2 separate regions of the Zea mays genome follow, and region 2 is linked to region 1. A link is a contact called in public Hi-C data. All regions are on one chromosome and are shown on one strand. Each heading gives the region's core, a stretch centred on a gene start, on an enhancer-like site or on the middle of the called end of the contact. The rest is flanking DNA. Distances are from core to core; before and after follow the strand shown.

What was found. A called contact is a pair of places that touch in the nucleus more often than the background predicts.
Region 2: a contact with region 1 is called in a Hi-C map of leaf, with 6 times the contacts expected there. The contact joins the promoter of LOC100279773 here to the enhancer-like site in region 1. A contact is called at or near these places in 6 of 25 Hi-C or Micro-C datasets (bundle sheath, ear, leaf and 2 more).

Annotation. Positions count from the first base shown.
Region 1 is chr2:221,655,266-221,659,833 of Zm-B73-REFERENCE-NAM-5.0, forward strand. LOC100279874 reads left to right here. Exons shown (of 22, transcript NM_001152827.1): 18 at 646-795; 19 at 1,450-1,581; 20 at 1,649-1,997; 21 at 2,123-2,361; 22 at 2,488-2,990. The coding sequence ends at 2,580. Among protein-coding and RNA genes, the nearest start is that of LOC100279874, 19 kb to the left of the region's middle. Within about 2 kb of position 3,281, at least 20 of the 20 cell types and tissues checked have an H3K27ac peak or open chromatin away from gene starts, as enhancers often do. A contact at or near this core is called in bundle sheath, ear, leaf and 2 more, where this site is marked.
Region 2 is chr2:221,817,119-221,821,679 of Zm-B73-REFERENCE-NAM-5.0, forward strand. LOC100279773 reads left to right here and starts at 1,418. Exons shown (of 22, transcript NM_001152731.1): 1 at 1,418-1,720; 2 at 2,504-2,540; 3 at 2,617-2,693; 4 at 2,826-2,896; 5 at 3,091-3,177; 6 at 3,266-3,387; 7 at 3,518-3,637; 8 at 3,734-3,811; 9 at 3,899-3,954; 10 at 4,076-4,145; 11 at 4,538-4,561. The coding sequence starts at 3,357.

The sequences.
Region 1 (4,568 bases), core at 2,031-4,530:
AGTTAAAAGACAAGTTTTATATGACGACGATTAGGCCTGCTATGTTGTATGGTGCGGAATGTTAGTCTATAAAAAGCTCATGTTCAACAGGCAAGTGTTGCGGAAATATGTATGCTCCGTGGGTTTTGTGGCATACAAGAATTGATCGAGTCCGGAATGATGATATACATGATAGGCTAGGGGTAGTATCAATTGAAGAAATATTTATACAACACCGATTGAGATAGTTTGGACATGTGTAACGGAGACCTCAAAGGGACTAGTGTATAGTGGGATCCTAAGACATGATAGTAATGGGAAGAGAGGCAACAGAAGGTCGAATTTGGCACAAGAAGAGACGATAAAAGAAAACTTGAAAAGATGGAATGTACTCAAAGATTTGGCCTTGAATAGGAGCGAATGGAAAAGAGCTATCCATGTGCCTGAACCTTGATTTGTGGCTTCTGTTGGATTTCAACTCTAGCGTACCCTAACTTGCTCTGGACTAAAGGCTTTGTTGTTGTTTTTTATATTCTCATAAAAACTAAAGTAGTGTCATCTTGTAAGGCCGTGACAATGTCTTAAACGTCAAACATTTGTGATCAATGGGAGGGGCATTTTTGCTCTATTGATTTTGTAGTGCAGTGTTCTGACCACTGCTAACAGCAGGTACCTCAACCATACAATGTGCCAAGCAATACATATTCAGAAGCTTACCCACAACAAGGTACAGGAGCCTATGGATACAACAATGCATATCAACCTCAGCAACCAGCCAATATGTTTGTTCCACCTAGCACACCTCCCAACACTCAGGTATTTGTGATTCAGGAGATATTTTTTTTAGCATCACATGTATGTGAACAACCCTACATGGCAGTTGTTTTTGAGAAGCTTCTCAGTGGCTAGTATGATTGCCCAGTTCGTTGCAGTGAGTATTTGGTACACTATGTGGGAATTTTTTAAGTTACCCCCTGTCTCACTTGCACGTCTTTGTGCCATTAAGACAGTGCAAAATAGCACTTATTTGGTTTCCTGTGTTTTGGTGCTGTGTATGAACGAAATAAGTGTAATGTTGGATATATTTGGTACTCCCTCCATTCCAATTTATAATTTGTTTGACTTTTTTACCCCAAGTTTGACTAACTTGTCTTATTAAAAAAATGTAGTTATTTATTAACTTTTACTGTTAAATCCTTTAGCATATAATATACTTTAGGTATGGCTTTTAATTTTCCATTTTTCCACAAAAAAAGAACAAACTTGGCACAATAAATTGGGACGAAGGGAGTATGTCTGAACATGTAGCCCTTATGTATTTGAAGTTTTTCTTGGTCAAGTGTCTGCTACTTTTGAGTTTTGACCAGCAGAATTTCACCTCATCTAAAGTTAATGAATGTTTTATGCCTTTTTCCATTTAAAGGAATGCAAAATTATTACTCACTGTTTCTTTTGACATTTTTTTTGCAGCAACAGCCAGGCCCTTCACATGTACCAGTGCCTCAGCAAACAGTAAAGACATTTACTCCTGCGAACCCAGCTGGTCTAAAAAACCCGGGACAATATCAGCAACCTAATACCTTAGGTTCCCAGCTTTACACGGTAGGTATACTGGTGACCTATATTTACTAGTATTTCTGTGATATTAGTTACAAACTGGTCTTAACAGGGCGCTACGAATCAACCGTATTCTTCTGGACCATCTGCTCCTTATCCAAGCGGACCTCCAACAACATTTCATCAGCCTGTAGCACCTGTTCAATATCAGAGTGCTGCTCCACCAGTATCTTCTTTTGGTCCAACCACCCCTGTACCAGGAACAGTCCCTAACCAGATGTTTCCCCATTCTGCTGCTACTAACTCGACTTCCAGGTTTATGCCATCGAACAATCAAAGCTTTGCTCCAAGGCCAGGTTTAAGTCCTGTGCAGCCCTCAAGTCCAACACAGGTGCAGGCACAGCCAGCTCCTCCTGCACCTCCCGCGACTGTGCAGACAGCTGATACGACAAAAGTGTCTGGTATGTCTACTGCAGATGCAAGGCTTCCACCTTGTTATATTCTGGTTTCAAGGAATATTTCCTCCTATCTCTGTGATTCTATATGAGGTCTACGAAGTATGTAACCACTCATGTTGTCTTTGCAGCTGAGCTGAGACCTGTTATTGGTACACTAACCAGACTATTCGACGAGACGACCAAAGCCTTGGGAGGATCACAAGCTACTCAAGCAAAAAAACGTGAAATTGAGGACAATTCGAGGAAAATAGGGGCATTATTTTCAAAACTAAATAGTGGTGACATATCTCCAAACGTTTCATCAAAACTCATTCAGCTGTGCAGTGCGATTGATGCTAGCGATTTTGTCACCGCGATGCACCTCCAGGTAGATTGGACGGTTGATCTTTTTAGGTTCTGTTGCGCCTGTCTTCTCCATATCCTTTTGAAAGTTTGGATACCATTTCCCCCCCTCGACTTCTAACTCTCTGCAACTGCACAATGTTGGTGTCAGGTACTCTTAACGACAAGCGACTGGGACGAGTGCAACTTCTGGCTTGCGGCATTGAAGCGGATGATCAAGACAAGGCAGAATTTCAGAATGTAAACCTTGTGTGGCCTTCTCCTGCACCCAGTTATGTACACACCTTTTCCCGCTGCTTGCCAGAAATGATAGCGTTTGCGGTTCAGAGGATTCTCCAGCACAGCGGTTGTTATCATGCAGCTTTTGCTCTGGGCCTTTGATTCTGCCTGCGAGTTGGTGAAATCGCCCTGATACTTCCGTGCTCTTATATACATTTCGATAATAGTTTTGGTTTTCTGACATCTACTGTAAGGTGACCTGTTGCTGGGTTGTTGGTTATCTGAATATTAATTGTAAGAGGCCACTTAGTCTGTTATAGCTGGTGGATCGCCTTTATCAAACAATATTTTTTTTTTTTGCACTGAGAATTCTGTCAGTTCGGACATTCGAAGAACTCTAGATGGTTAATACGAGTGACAGTGGCTTGTTTTTTTATTGGTACTGTCAAAAAGAAATCAATAAACCTGTGGATTTTTGAGGTCCGTATTGCCTGTTGGACGTGCCGCTTGTGCTCTTCGCAGCCGTTGACTTCCGGCTAGGATGCCTGAGGTCTGACCTGTCTTAATATTTGTCAGTGACCATCTCTCATTCCATTTCCGTATGTAGTACATTGATCTGATTGCTATGTTGGACAGTTAGTTGCACTGCGCATATGTCCTAAAGGGGGGCTAGAAGAGAATCTGCAGCCACAGCCAGACACCAGCAGGAGGCCCACTGGGCACAGAGAGCTGCTCCTGGTGGTTTGAACTGTCCTCCTACGTCTCGTACCTATCCAAGCGATGGGGACCAGGGCCAAGCGCAAGCAGCCAAGCCGTCATATCATATAATATACTAATAACAGCTTAGCAACCCCCAGGAACCACCCAATCCAGATTATCCTGAATCCCACGGGGAATTATTTGCACGCAGGCAGGCAGATGGTGCAGTCCCCCTTCTTCCATGTCATGTCATGCAGTCAGTTCAGTGCAGGCCTCAGCGTTATCTGATAGTGCAGCCGCAGCCATTGCTCTCCGAGTATATTATTAGCCGCCCCGCCCATGATGTTATTTTAGTGCATGACACGGTGCTCCACCATGAGGCGCTAATCCGCTAATAAAAGACATCGTTGTTAGTGTTGATGCGTGATGAGGTGGGATCGATCGGCTCCTGGACAATCCTCATCTCCTCGTCCCTCCAAGCTGGACAGCACTAGTTTATCCTCAACCACCGGTCCCGGATGCCGGCTGCCCCCAGGCCCCACCAGCAGCCCAGCTACCACACCACACTGGATTGCTGCAGAACCTAGGCAGGAGCGGCTGATGCTGGGTCTGTTTGGTTCAACTTTTTTCTGACTAGCTTTTCTGAAAATCTGGCTATGGGGAGAATCTGGCTGTGGAGAGAATCTGAGTATCATTACGATTACGTGTGGAGGAAGATAAAGTTGTTCATAGGACTCAGGATCTAGAAAGTGATGGATTCCTACTACTACAACGACTCAACCGATTATGTGTTTATGTTGATTTTAGATGGTTTTTGCCCCAACAAATTTTATAAAAGCTGGCTGAAAAGCTGAGCGTTTTGACAGTCTATAACAGCTTTTGGTGGCCAGAAACTACCATAAGCCGAAACAAACAGAGCCGTGCATGCCTCTCCATGGCAGTACAAACCCAGCTCGCCCGGGCGTGCTGCTCGATCGATCTGGAGAGTATTTTTTTAGCACACCAATCCAGCTCGGTTGCTTGCAGCAAATGATGGGTGCAGTCCTGCAGGATCCAATGATGGATTGACTTGTTAACGATCTTTGAGGAACTGCTGGTTGACGTGGCGTCAGACTGTCAGCGAGCGATCGATCTTTCCTTCTTCCTTTCAAGGTAGGACCTCGTTGGAATCCAGAGAACACAACCGTCCGCCACCGGGGAGGCTGCCTGCTGCCGACCGGCTTCTATCCACGGACGCACCAGCACCACCTAGCACCGTCCGCCACCGGCCACCGGGGCAGGGTGGGCGGCCGGCCGGCCGGCCTAGTCGTAGTT
Region 2 (4,561 bases), core at 168-2,667, 160 kb after region 1:
TGACTTTGTGTCCATGTGGTAACGAAACTGGTGAAACAGTTATCATTTTAGGTTGATTTATCTTTTCTAACATGAAAATTTGTTATTTTGCTTTAGAAAATGGTAATTAGCCGAACCTATAAGACCATACTAAGGTTATCTTCAGCATATCCTCTATCTCAACCCCAATTTTATCCCCTATTTCAAATTTCACTTTGCAAATAGTGTCATCTATAGTTTCGTGTCTCATATTTTGCACTGCATGCTGGAGACAGCCTAAAGACATCAAATTGGGCGAAACCAAAAAAATTGGTCTGGTTTCTCGTTACCGGATCAGAAATGTTTTCCGCTGTATTTAAATTGCGTCCAAATTTTATTTAAAAAAATTAAAAATAAAAATGATAAAAGGTACATGTTTTTGTGAGTAACACGATACATCATATATTTAAATCTTATGAATATCAGCATTTCGATAAAAACAACGATTTTCGCAAAAAAAAACTCTATTTCTCGGTCAGTTTTCACAGTTTCTTAGCGGTGTTTGAATTTCTTGACCCGTTTAAATTCAAATTTAATTTCTCGAGAAAAAAAAGAAAATTACCAAGAAACAGTGAAAACTGGTCGATATTTTTTTAACTAAAATTTAAAATATGTCAATAAATTCGGTTTTGGGCGAGAAACCATTGCCGGTGTAGGACAGAATTAGACTGTCTCCAATAAATATGTTATTATATTTAGGGGTGTTTGAATGCACTAGAGATAATAGTTAGTGGCTAAAATTAATTGAGACATCCAAACACTCTATCTAATAGTTCAGTTATTAGCTATTTTTTGTAAATTAGTTAATAGTTGAGTAGTTATTTATTAGCTAGCTAATTCTACTAACATTTTTTAGCTAACTAACTATTAGTTTTAGTGGGTGTTTGAATGTACTAAAGCTAATAGTTAGTTGGCTAAAAACTTACTAATGAAATTAGCTAGCTAACAAATAGATAACTAACTATTAATTAATTTACTAAAAATAGCTAATAGTTAAACTATTAACTAAGGTGTTTGGATATCTTCAACTAATTTTAGAAAATAACTATTAACTCTAATACATTCAAATCCACCTTACTATCTCATCTTTATTTTAAATCTCACTTTGCAACACTACAATCTATCCTATACTTTTTACCTAATATGCTGCGAACAGCCCGTTGGAGTGCGCGAAGCTGGGTGGAGGAGCCGTGGCGCCCGCGGCTTCCGGCGCAAGCTGCCGCGGTGCCGCCGCGTGGACTCCGGATGAGTCCAACGAGCCCATCCCATCGCATTGCGGATTTGCAGCTGCCAGCCTGACCAGTTGAGACTTGAGAGTGTGCGCAGGCGTCCGTGCGCTCCTCCCCCTCGCGGCCTCGCGTAATCCCAAACCCCGGCGTCGCTGTCGCCTCGCGTAATCCCAACTGAGTAGGGACAGAGAGGGCGGGCACCATCACGCGGCCCCAGATCCTAGCCACGCTCCCGCACCCACTCTTCCATCGCACGCACGGGCGAGTGCGGCAGATCGCTGGCGGATCCAATGCTGCTGCCCTGGTAGCTGCTGCACCGCGCGGCTGCTGGTTTGGTGCCCTCCGGCTGCGGCGCCGGGTCACTTTCGATGTGACCATCTGAGGAGGAAAGGATGGCGGCTTCGGCGGCGGCAGCGCCTGGGTCGGCTGAGAGGCAGGCGCGCGGCGGCGCGGCGTCGGCGATCGGCAACGCGGTGACTGCCCGGTCCCCTCGCGATTGTGTTCGGCTGGAATTTGGCGTGCGTTTGGTGCCCGGTGCCTTGCTCTGGTTGCTGGCCTGCTGGCTGGCTTTTTGGTGCTGGGATTTTTGGGTTCTGGCTTGCGGGATGAGCAGCCGCCTCCGTGTGGGTGGGGCGTTTCATGGATGGGCGGGTGGTGGCTGCTGCCTGCACGAGGCGGAGCGCGGGAGCGAGGATGGTGGATTGGTGGGAGCCGAGCTTGCTTCGGTTGATTCTGCCGCTGCTGGATTTTGTTTGGATTGGACAGCGATGGACCTGGGGAGCGGTGTCCGTGCCTGATGGAGGCGTTCGGATGTTTTGTAGTGAGTTCGTGAGATTGAATTGGGTAATGGCCCTGTTGAATTGCTACCAGAAATGTGGGAGGACACGGGCGTACGCTTTTCTTCCCCTCTGGGATGAGTGATGTCGTGTGGAGATGAGATGCCATGTAAGTAGAAAGGGTGCAGGATAGCAGCCTGTTAGCGTTCATTTTGTTCAATGGTGAGCCTTCTCACGCCCAAACCTAGGGAACTTCTCTCGATGTTTCAACCTGTATACGTTGTGAATTCATGGTGTGGTACATTAGGTACATAAGTTTTCATTGACCTTCTGTTGTGTTTTGTTTACTGCTTGTTTCAATCAGACTTGATTTTTCTATCTGAAACAAGAATTCTGGACAAGAAAACGTTCTTTAAGTCTGTTATTTGGTATTTACAGGTATAGGTACAATATTTCTGACATGTTTTGACCTTCTGGCAGGTATTTAAGAGTGGCCCTCTCTTCATATCATCGAAAGGTAAAACTATTAGTGGCACACATTGTTTTTTCCTTTGTTTCCAGACTGTAACAGTGTTACAATTACAATATTGTAGGAATTGGATGGAAATCATGGAAAAAACGTTGGTTCATCCTCACACGAACGTCACTGGTTTTCTTCAAGAATGATCCTGTTAGTATCTCTGTTCTTTATTCACAATAACTATGCTCATTGTCAAATTTTGCCTTTAATTACAGTTTATGAGTTATGCCAGTAGCACTCAGTTTTGTTACCTTTATGAGTGACTATTCTTGTCATTTTTAGAGTACATTACCACAGAGAAGTGGTGAAGTGAACCTTACATTGGGGGGGATTGACCTTAATAATTCTGGGAGGTATGTATCTATTTAACAAATATTCTTTTGAATCTTGATTGGTCATGCTTAATGTACTAAAGTTGTTTGTCGTTTGTGTATACCTCTCTCTCTAGACAGATAGATTACTGTTTGTTATCTTTTGTTGTATTTGGCACTCATTTGCAGTGTAGTGGTCAGGGAAGACAAAAGGCTGCTGACCGTCCTTTTTCCAGATGGCCGTGATGGTCGCGCCTTTACCTTGAAGTACACATGCTTACCTTTCTCCTAAACAGTTTGGTGCACTCGAGTGAGCCCAAAAGTTTAGTTATGAGTCTTATGATTCTGCTTCCTGCATTGTTGTGCCTCGTCAGTTTTTTCATAAGAATGCCTCCTTTTCTTAATATACAGGCAGAAAGTTCTAAAGATTTGTTCGAGTGGAAAACATCACTGGAAGAAGCTCTTGCACAAGCTCCAAATGCAGCTCTTCTGATGGGGCATAATGGAATATTTCGCAATGACACAACAGATGTGTATGAAGAGGCTATTCCAAATTGTTGGTTCCCTTACAGTTTACACTATCATCATGTGACATGCTCCTCTTCGCTATAAACTTAAATATATATCTGAATTTTTTCCATATGTTTCGTCTACTGACTGCAGGGAGAGAGAAGAGACCTACCAAATCACTAGTTGTTGGCAGGCCAATACTACTTGCACTGGAAGATATAGATGGCAGTCCTTCTTTTCTGGAAAAAGCTTTGTGTTTCCTTGAGAAACATGGTAGGACCAACCAATGTTCATTGTCACCAAAGTTTGGAACCTGGTGCACTTTACTGTTACAAATATTTTATTTGAAGTATGAATATTTTCTTGCAGGAATAAAGGTGGAAGGAATTTTGCGTCAAGCTGCAGATGTGGAGGAGGTTGACAGGAGATTGCAAGAATATGAGCAAGGTTTTTGTCGTTGCTTTTTGTATTTCGATTTAGTTTCAGTTTTGTTGCATGTATAATTCAATATGTGATTGTATCTTTCGATTCCAGGAAGGACAGAGTTTGCACCAGAAGAGGATGCTCATGTTATTGGTGACTGTGTAAAAGTACCTTTCTGTAATTATCATGATATGTTGTTATAACTATTAATGTTAAAGAGTTTCAATAGTTTTTCCCTTCCTGCTTGCCCACTGTCTGAATGTATACACATGTATGATGTATCTGCAGCATGTTCTCCGGGAGCTTCCATCTTCTCCTGTTCCAGCTTCCTGCTGTACAGCATTATTGGAAGCTTTCCGTAAGTGTTTTATTCGTACTAATCTGAATATGCTTCCTTGGTTATGGATGGTGTTGTGTCAACTTGTATTATTTGAACTTAGTAACTGTTTTACTAGAGCTCTTCCTAAAAAACAACTGTTTTACTAGAGCTGTTGTATTTATGTCCATCTTTCTATCTTGTTCACAACATGCTCCTGTTGTGGCCAATCCAGTGTCATTGGTTCCTGATAGTTCAATAGAGTTAAACATATGAAATTTCAAGGTGTTTGTCTTTTCAAGCAAAATATGGAGTGACCAGATTACTTAGAGCTAACTTGGTTTCCTGGCCAATTGTTTTGTAGATTTTACAGCTTTATTTGTTCCATATGCTTATTTTAACATATCATTTTCATTTTCTTTATACTTGCTTAGGTCTGGACATCAAGGAATCTCGGA